2 separate regions of the Athene noctua genome follow, and region 1 is linked to region 2. A link is a contact called in public Hi-C data. All regions are on one chromosome and are shown on one strand. Each heading gives the region's core, a stretch centred on a gene start, on an enhancer-like site or on the middle of the called end of the contact. The rest is flanking DNA. Distances are from core to core; before and after follow the strand shown. Region 1 holds the start of ABLIM3 (actin binding LIM protein family member 3). Region 2 holds the start of CSNK1A1 (casein kinase 1 alpha 1).

Region 1 (4,280 bases), core at 1,183-3,682, 180 kb before region 2:
ACTTTCAGCTCTCCCAGTGATCAGTCAGCTGATGTTCCGAGTCAGGCATCCGGGAAAGAAGAACACAGTTATTGACTGGGTGGGGAAAGTTTGGTTTAGGTAAACTCTTAGCATCTCAAAAAGCGCACAGAGGTAGGGATAAGCAACCCAGTGTCCAGGGAAGTTGCTGGTAAAATTCAATGAAATTGGCACCCTTTTTCTTCCATCCTCTTAGCCTCATCACCATCATGTCCCTTTTCACTGAACGATGCAGGGTCCTGCAGGCAGCATCTTCCTCCGCACAGCCTGAGCTATGTGGTACATGCTGGGTACTGAATGAGGCAGGCGCCTTATGGGAAAAATATGCCTCTAATAATTGCCGTGAAAGACTGTTGCAATGCACAGACACAAAGGGATGAAAGGAGGCTGCGTTATCATCCTGACATTTCCTCATTTCTGATTTCTTGTCTCAGGCATCCCTAACACCCTTTTATGGCAGCTTTTGTAGCCGGTTTCCTCACTCAAAAAAAGGAAATGGGATTTACAAAACACCATGGGACAGTGCTGATGGTGAGGGGCTCCAACCAGTGCCCTGCACCATGGGTCCCTGCTGCAGCCCGGCCAGAGGCCAGGTCCCTGGTCAGGAGTCACTGGCTGAGGTGGGGGGGAGGCAAGAGTTTGAGCTCCCTGCTGTTAGCTAACAAGTGCCAAAACCCAAAAATCTCATGGCAGGGGGCACCTGATGCCCTGCCTGCCTGCCCCGCTGGCAGCGCCCGCTGCCCCTTCCCCGTGGCGCAGCTCCATGGGGCTGGAACCCTCTGGTTGGGAGGGGATGAAGGGGAAGAGGTTCTGTGCTGGTGCCCCCTGAACTCTGCCAAAGCACCCTGTCCTCTTCTGCAGCCCTCTGCAACCCCAGCCTGTCTCTGCTGGAAATTTCAAGTTGTTCTGAAAGCAGCAAGTTAACAAGATTTGGAAACCAGGTCAGCGGAAGAAGCTTAATTAGCTCACTGAACCGTAGGGACCAGCTCACATTGTGTCTGCTTTATTGACTCCCCGAATGGACGTTATTGATACGATAGGTGTGAGCCTTACCATGACGGGGTTCTGTGCTCTTCCCTCGAGGAAGGGACACCGGGGCACAGGGAAACTTCACAGAAGACCTCAAATGAGCTCCATAGAACAGCCCAAGCGATCCTGCCATGCTGTATCAGCAGCACTGCTTTCTCCTTGCCTGTTCCCCCCAGCCTTACAGGGACCCCCAAACCCACTGCTGGTCCTGCTCTTCCTACCCAGCCACCACCTCTGGGGAGGGGACAGAGCTGAGGGGACAGGCAGCAGGGCTTGCAGCGAGCTGGCTGCATCACCAGCAGCACAGGCGTAGCTCACACGACCTGCTACCTGTCTTGTCATGTCATCGCAAACATCTGCTGCCGCAAACAAAACAGCAAGAGAAAAGGAAAGCAAAAGGCCCTCTCTGGGCGGCACTCCAGCCCTAGGAGCGGGAGAGATGCGGCGCCTGTCACGCTGCATGAAAAACCCCTTTCATTAGCGGCAAAGATCGTAGCTCGCCTCTTTGAATCGCAGCACAGCTTCTCGGGGGCTTCGCAGGCAGGGCAGGCGCAGCCCTGGGAGCAGCTCTGGTGGGTAAGGATTTATTCTGATAGATAGCTTCTCGCAACCAAAACAAGGAGTAATGGCTTTGAAGCCCTTCCAGGAATCCTGATGTGCTGCCAGCAGCGAAGGCTGATCATGAGGGAAGAGCCCCCTCTCCATCCTGCAGACGGGTTCTGTGCAGACACCCACAGCCCCCTCCCTGCTCCCGGCGTGGGACAGACACCCGGGAAGCCTTGTGGTGTGCTGCCAGGCTGGAGGGGGACCTTGGCACTAGAGGAAATTCAGTTTCCAGCATAAATTGCATCCCCCCCCCCCCCTCAGCCTCTGTCCTGGGACAGCGTTTCTTGGCACGCTTAGCTGCCCGAGGGTCACGCCGGACAGTGAGCAGGGTGGGATGGGCAGCCAGTCCCACCCAGCGCTGGGGGGAGTGTGTGGGGAGCCCCATGGCAAGGAGGGGCCAGCCTGGCAGCCTCCGGAGCTGCAGGCAGAGCTGCGGGCAGGGCTGATGGCAGGGCAGAGCGCAGGACTGAAGACAGGGCAGCAGGAAGGGCAGGGTAGCACAGCAGGCAGGGCCGGACCACAGGCAGGCCTGCAGGCAGGGCAGGAGTGGAGGCAGGAGTGCAGGCAGGGCAGCAGGCAGGACTGGACCGCGGGCAGGCCTGCAGGCAGGGCAGGGCACCGGGCAGGGCAGGGCAGGGCACCGGGCAGGCGTTGCCCAGCAGATGGCGGCGGTGCCGAGGCGGCGCGTCCCGCAGCCGCCCCCCGGGGCCGGGGCCGGGGCCGAGCCGCCGCCCCCCGCGCTGCCCCCCGCGCCGCTCCGCGCTGCCCCGCCGGGCGGTGCCGGCCGCGGGCTGAGCCGCCGGGGCGGGGCCGGGCGCTGCGCGGCCCCACACCCGCTATAAGAGGAGCGGCCGCGGCCGCGCTGCGCAGTGCATGGTAGCGGGCAGCCGGGACGGCGCGGCCCCGCCGGGACCCTCCCCCGGGCCGGCCCCGGGCGTCCCTCTCCCCTCCCAGCCCCGACACCCTTGACCTTGCCATCCGCGGAGACAGCCCTGCTGGCTGGCGGAGCTGCCTTGGGATGCGTTAGCGGGCGGCTCGCACGGAAATACTTCTCCTAGGAAGGAGAGAGGCAACCTCCTCCCAGTGACGGTGGCGGGGGTTGGGAGGAAAAGAGGATTTAAAGAGCATCTTTGCCCCCTTTGTTGAATGCGAAGGACAGAGGAGAGCCAGCAAGATGAGCACTAGCAGTAAGTACGGCTTTCCCTTGCCTGTGCTATGGGGATGGGGCTGTATTGCACTGATCTGGCTGGGAGGAATTGGAAAGAAAATGTCACAACAGGGTTGACAAGCCTAATGGGATGGATTTTTTTTTTTTTATTTTCCTGCCTTTGCTTTCTGACAGGATCTGGCTCTGCTGGCCTTCCTTTCATGTAGGCTAAGCCATGGTGCTTATCTCTACTGAGTACTTTTCTTGGCTTGTATTTCTGGGGTTTGGAGGGCAGATCACGGACTAAAATGTCGATATGCAACATGGTGAGAGGAAGCTGGGAGCACTCTGACAGGCAGTGGGTTCGCTTGCTGATGCCACTGCCTTGGTATAAATGGACACAGGGAGCAGCTGATGGGGAGGAGGAGCAGGGTAAGGAGAGACCCAGAAATCAGGGACCTGAACAAAGCACAGGTGCAATACTGAAAAACATGTACCTTCTGCAGCTGGGGATGTGGGTGTTTCTATTGTGTGTGTGAGAGAGACAGGGACAGAGGCACTCATGCACTATGTATGAATTTCTAAAGAAGTGTAGATTGGAAATTGCTGTATAAAATGAGAACTGGCACCTGCTACTCATCTGGTTACTTCTGGTTTTGCATCCTTGTTGCAAAGTCTGTAAAGATTGATCAGGTTTGATCAAGTCACCATTTCTTTTTTCCTCACTGATATGATGTGTGACAGCTGTACCCACCTTGCTAGCACAGTTTTGATCCATTCCTTTAAAAGAAATGAGCTCCCAGCTGAAGGAGTCGATGCTGATGGCTACCTGACAGTTTTCCTTCTGGGATAAGCTGCCTAAGGAAGGTGCCCTCCCTCCCCTGGGTCCTAGAGGCGATGTGAAGAAAGGAGGACTCCCCCAGGCAGAAAGTGGCAGAGCAGCGACTTCTCCATTGCACTGGCGTGTTGAGGTTTCTCAATCTGAGGGCTTGGGGTGGTTCCCAAGCAAAACACCGTGAAAAATGCCTTGGCATGCTGCAAGGCAACAGAACAGGTGATTCCAGCTCTGTTAGGCTGTGTCAGAGGCGAGAAAACTTTCCAGGTGCCCTCTGCATGAGCCACACCTGGGACAGGAGCTAGCCCCCTTCCTGGGGGAGAGGGGCTGGTCGTGCCCAGGTGGGAAACAATAGGGACTGATTCTCTGAGCCTTCTGGATGCCTGAACAAAGGGTCCTCCACCCTCTGTCCCTCTGGGTGATGAGTGTGGGCCCAGTGCAGAGGGCTGGGGTGGCACACGGTGCTTGCTGGGGTCAGTGACCACAGTGGTCAGGTGGGACTATTAAGCTTCCTCCAAGCAATTTTGACAAGTGTGTGTTGGTTCCTGTTGGGATTCCTTTCCAGGTCTTAACAGCCAGCTTGGCTGCTGATAGCGATAAGGGCTGTTTACAGCACTGGTGTGTTATAACTATCAGATTGTGCCG
Region 2 (3,939 bases), core at 935-3,434:
TGGAAATCCTAGTGACGCATCTGTTACGGGCAACAGAAAGGGGCTGCCATTTCATTCCTGGTTGAGGTTTTCTGCAGTCTCAAGCCTTGCAGCACATAACTATGAAAGGAAAAAATACATGCCTAAGCACGTCCCTTGTCCCAACACGAGAAGGGGGAGGGTTAATCACGTCCATCCGCCATTTTCTGAGCGGAGGAGGAAGACATGTTGGAACAAAAAAAAAAAAAAAAAAAAAAAAAAAAAAAGAAAGCAACAAAAGAAAGCAGCCATTTCCAGTACCGGCTTCAAACTCTTAACCTCATCAAGAACACTGGCTCTCACCAAAACAGTCTCACACTTTGTTCTAATCGCAAGAATTTCTGACAGCTCAGGAACTGCTCTAGATCTCACTTTCAAAGCACTGTATGTACGGATAAGAAAAGACTGCGGGACGGTGGTGAGGATACCCAACTAGTTGTGAAGCTTGGAACGGAGCATTTTCCCTGCAACAGCCCAAATCCTCCCAGATAAATCTCTTAAATGGTGGTGTCCTGCCTCAGGCTAACATTAAAGAAAAGTCACTGTACTGCCATACATAAGTGATTCCTACCGTATATGTGGGATGCCAACTCCTCCCTGCAGAATCTTGTATAGTTTGCTTTCATACAGCAGCTGGGGATGTCTAGCCTTCTGAGACTCCAACTTTACAGCAACTTCCTACAGTGAGAGGGAACAAGGAGTCAGAGCAGAGTGTCCACCAAGCACAGACTTGTCACTGAGGTTTAAGGAGCACAGTACTTCAATATGCCCCACACACCCCTGCTGTAAATGCTTTGAAGTATACTTTTTTTTTAAGCTCTCGGTGCTCAGCGTCCTGCATTTTGTTGCATCTTCAAATAAAATCCATATCGTGATGATCTGTACAATAAATATCCATCCCAGGTCATGAAATTGAACTGGAGATGTAAAGTCTTCAGATCCATATAAGTGAGGAAGAACATATGTGGGTGTTTCTTCTTTACAGCTCAGAGCCGTGAGGGGGAGGAAGAAAAAAGAAAAAAACAAGGAAAAAAAGCAGCTTAAGAAACAGGGGATCTTCTTTGTTTCTATAACTGTTGATGAAAATGAGAGAAAGTATTCCCCAGCTGAGAGAGAGGAGATAGATAACTGGCAGTAGAGGGACGACTTCGGCTGCTCATAAAAGACAAAATATGTTTTCCCACAATGGTGGTCTCCTCTCTCTAACACTCACAAGCGAGCTATGCAACTGCTGGGTGGGAGAAACCACGACCGCACGGCTCTGCCGTCGGAAAAGGCAGTGCCACCCCACTAGCGAAGAAGGCCGTCAAACAGGGGAAGCCCCTCAACCCCGGGGTACACACCTCCAACTCCCCCACCTCGCGGAGGGCGGCTCAGCCACCCTGGCGAGACGGGGCCGGCCGGTGCCTCTGAGGCAGCGATAGCGGGGACAAGGGGGGGCAAAACCAGGCTTCAAGCCGGCCTCGGAAAGGTTATCGTCGGTCTCCCGTTCCCCTCGAGGTGCGGAAGGGACCGCGCCGATGGGCCCAAGGAAGTGAGGGAGTGCGAGCCGCCCTTACCTCCCCGTTGGTGATGTTGATCGCCAAATAGATGTCCCCAAAGGAGCCCGACCCGATCTTCCGCACCAGCTTGTATTTGCCTCCGACAATGAACTCGGCCTTGGAGCCGCTGCTACTCGCCATGGCGAGGGGCGGCTGCGGGGCCCTCCCGGCGCTGAGAGACTCGGGGGAAGAAAGAGGCCTCTACCGCCGCCCCAGAGGAGGGGAAAGGGGCAGGGGAGGGAAGAGGGGAAGGGAGGGGGGGGGACGCAGAACAAGGAAGGCTGATCCCCGCTGCTCAGCTCCAGCCAGGCCCCTCCGGCGGGGGTTCCCCTCCGCGGCTCTGTCCCGCTCCCCGGCCAGGCGGCGCCCGGCTCTCGGCGCTCTCCAGAAAGACAAGAGGCGGCCGCCGAGGTGCTGTGAGGGTAGGGTAGGGGAGAGGGGGGGAGGGGAAGGGAAACGCGAAGCCTGCTGGCTCCGCCGGGTCCCGGCCGCCGCCGGCCCCTCACTCGGCCGCCGCCGCCATCTTGTCTCTCAATCGCTGCTATCGCGGACACAAAATGCCCCCAGCCTGCAGCCGCCGCTTCTTCACCGCGCGGGGCACGCTGGGAGCGGGGCGGGGCGGCAAGCGCGCGTGCGCCGGGGAAAGGCCGCTCCCCTTCCCGCAGCGCGCCTGCGCGCGGAGCCGCGCGGGCGGGGAGGAGGGAGGGGCGAAGGCGGTGTCGTGTCCTCTGCGCATGCGCACACACCGCCCGCCCTCAAAGCCAATGACCGGCGTCGCTCTTCACCGGGCTTAGTCCCAGCGGCTTGTCACGTGGTATATACGTGCATGCGCATCCCTCGAACCCGTGCCCGGGCGGAAGTGGAAGGAGAGAAGCATACGTGCCCTCACCCGCTCTTAAAGGGACAGGCGTCCCAGCCCCCCTGCCTCGCGGGCCTTGCCTGGGCCTGCTGCGGGCGCTGCTCTACTTGGGGCTGAGAGCAGGGGGCGTCGAAACCGCAAGGCTCCTGCTGAGTCTCCTGAGTGTCTGCTCTACCCCACTGCCCTCGTGTCCCTCAGGCAGTGGGGATGCAGCCTGACGTTTGCCCTCGCTGGCTGCGAGGTGGCTGTGGGGCTGGGGAACTGGAGGTCAGGTGGGGTCAGAGTCACCACCATGATGCACGCTTCACGCCTCTTTTATGTGGGGTTGTGACAGGGCTGCTGGCACTGTTTCAAGGTTCTTATCAAATCCCAAAGCCCAATCTGCATGTATGTTAATGGTCTGGGTTTGTAAACAAATGAATCCACAACAACCTGTCTCCTGTCCTCCTGCGGCGCCAAGGCCCTGTGGTATCTGCAGCCCAGTGGGTTGTAGGGCTGAGCTGAGAGACCAGTGGTGCCTTCCCCGCTCCTGTGCACACACAACATCTGCTTCATTACCCTTCCCTGCTCGGCCTGACACATCTGATTTAATCCTCCAACCTTGAGCCTTGGCCTCCTGGGATTGCAGTGCACAGCACTACATACCCTGGATGGGCCGCAGGCATTTCTGCCAGGAGTTTTTCAATCCAGGTGAGGATTCGGGAGGAGGCTGTGGCCCCCTCACAAGGACAACACCATGGGCAGAGCCACCTGTCATGGCCACATCTCAGCCTTCACATTGCCATTACATTCGGCTCCTCTCTTTCCCCAGATTGCTTTGACCCAGCAGCTCGTGCTCCAGGAGCTGTTTCTTGCTGTCTGTCAAACCCGAGATCTCCTCTGTTGCCCCCTCGCTCAGCGCTGTGAGTTTTTCCTTTGCAGGAACACAAAACTGTGAATTCCCAGTGACTCATCATCGCTCCCTGTCAGAGTGGCGTCTTCTGCTGTGCAAGCCTACATTTGGGAAATGATTCAGTCTGCAGGAGAAAGCAAGCTCTTACAGTAATGTAGCTCATGTATGTAGAAGGAAAGCCTACTATGGTGTCTGCTTTTAAGAGGGGCAATCAGGAAAAACTGCTTTCCAGTTTGCCTGGTGCACCCAAAACTATGAGAACAATAAAAAAGTTTGATTTTAAGACTGGTCTATGTACAGATCTTTTTGAATAGCTAACTATTTAGAGAAAAGTGAGATTTAGAGGTCCAGGTTAGGACACTGCTATATTGGTAGGAAGTTTTTCATACAAAAGTGGAGGAGTCCTCTTAACAGAACAGCATCCACACGGTGATAGAGGCTTTTATTGCATTCACCATGTTGCTTTCTAGCTTGGTAAAGGCAGTGTGTTACAAACACTTTCTGTCTCCACAAGTGCAAAAAAGTCCTGGCTTGTGTCCATCTGGCTGTTGGGCAGCAAGGGAAGTCTGATTTGCCTGTGTTTCTTCCTGTGGTGGACTCAGTCCGCTCCAGGATGATTCCATAGTGAG

Evidence for each region. A called contact is a pair of places that touch in the nucleus more often than the background predicts.
Region 1: a Hi-C map of heart shows a contact between it and region 2, with 2.8 times the contacts expected there. The contact joins the promoter of ABLIM3 here to the promoter of CSNK1A1 in region 2. A contact is called at or near these places in 2 of 2 Hi-C or Micro-C datasets (heart and liver).

The regions. Positions count from the first base shown.
Region 1 is chr12:12,468,520-12,472,799 of bAthNoc1.hap1.1, reverse strand. It overlaps ABLIM3 (actin binding LIM protein family member 3), which reads left to right and starts at 2,432. Exons shown (of 22, transcript XR_012634401.1): 1 at 2,432-2,840.
Region 2 is chr12:12,292,651-12,296,589 of bAthNoc1.hap1.1, reverse strand. CSNK1A1 (casein kinase 1 alpha 1) reads right to left here and starts at 2,184. Exons shown (of 11, transcript XM_074916365.1): 1 at 1,578-2,184; 2 at 590-696. The coding sequence starts at 1,700.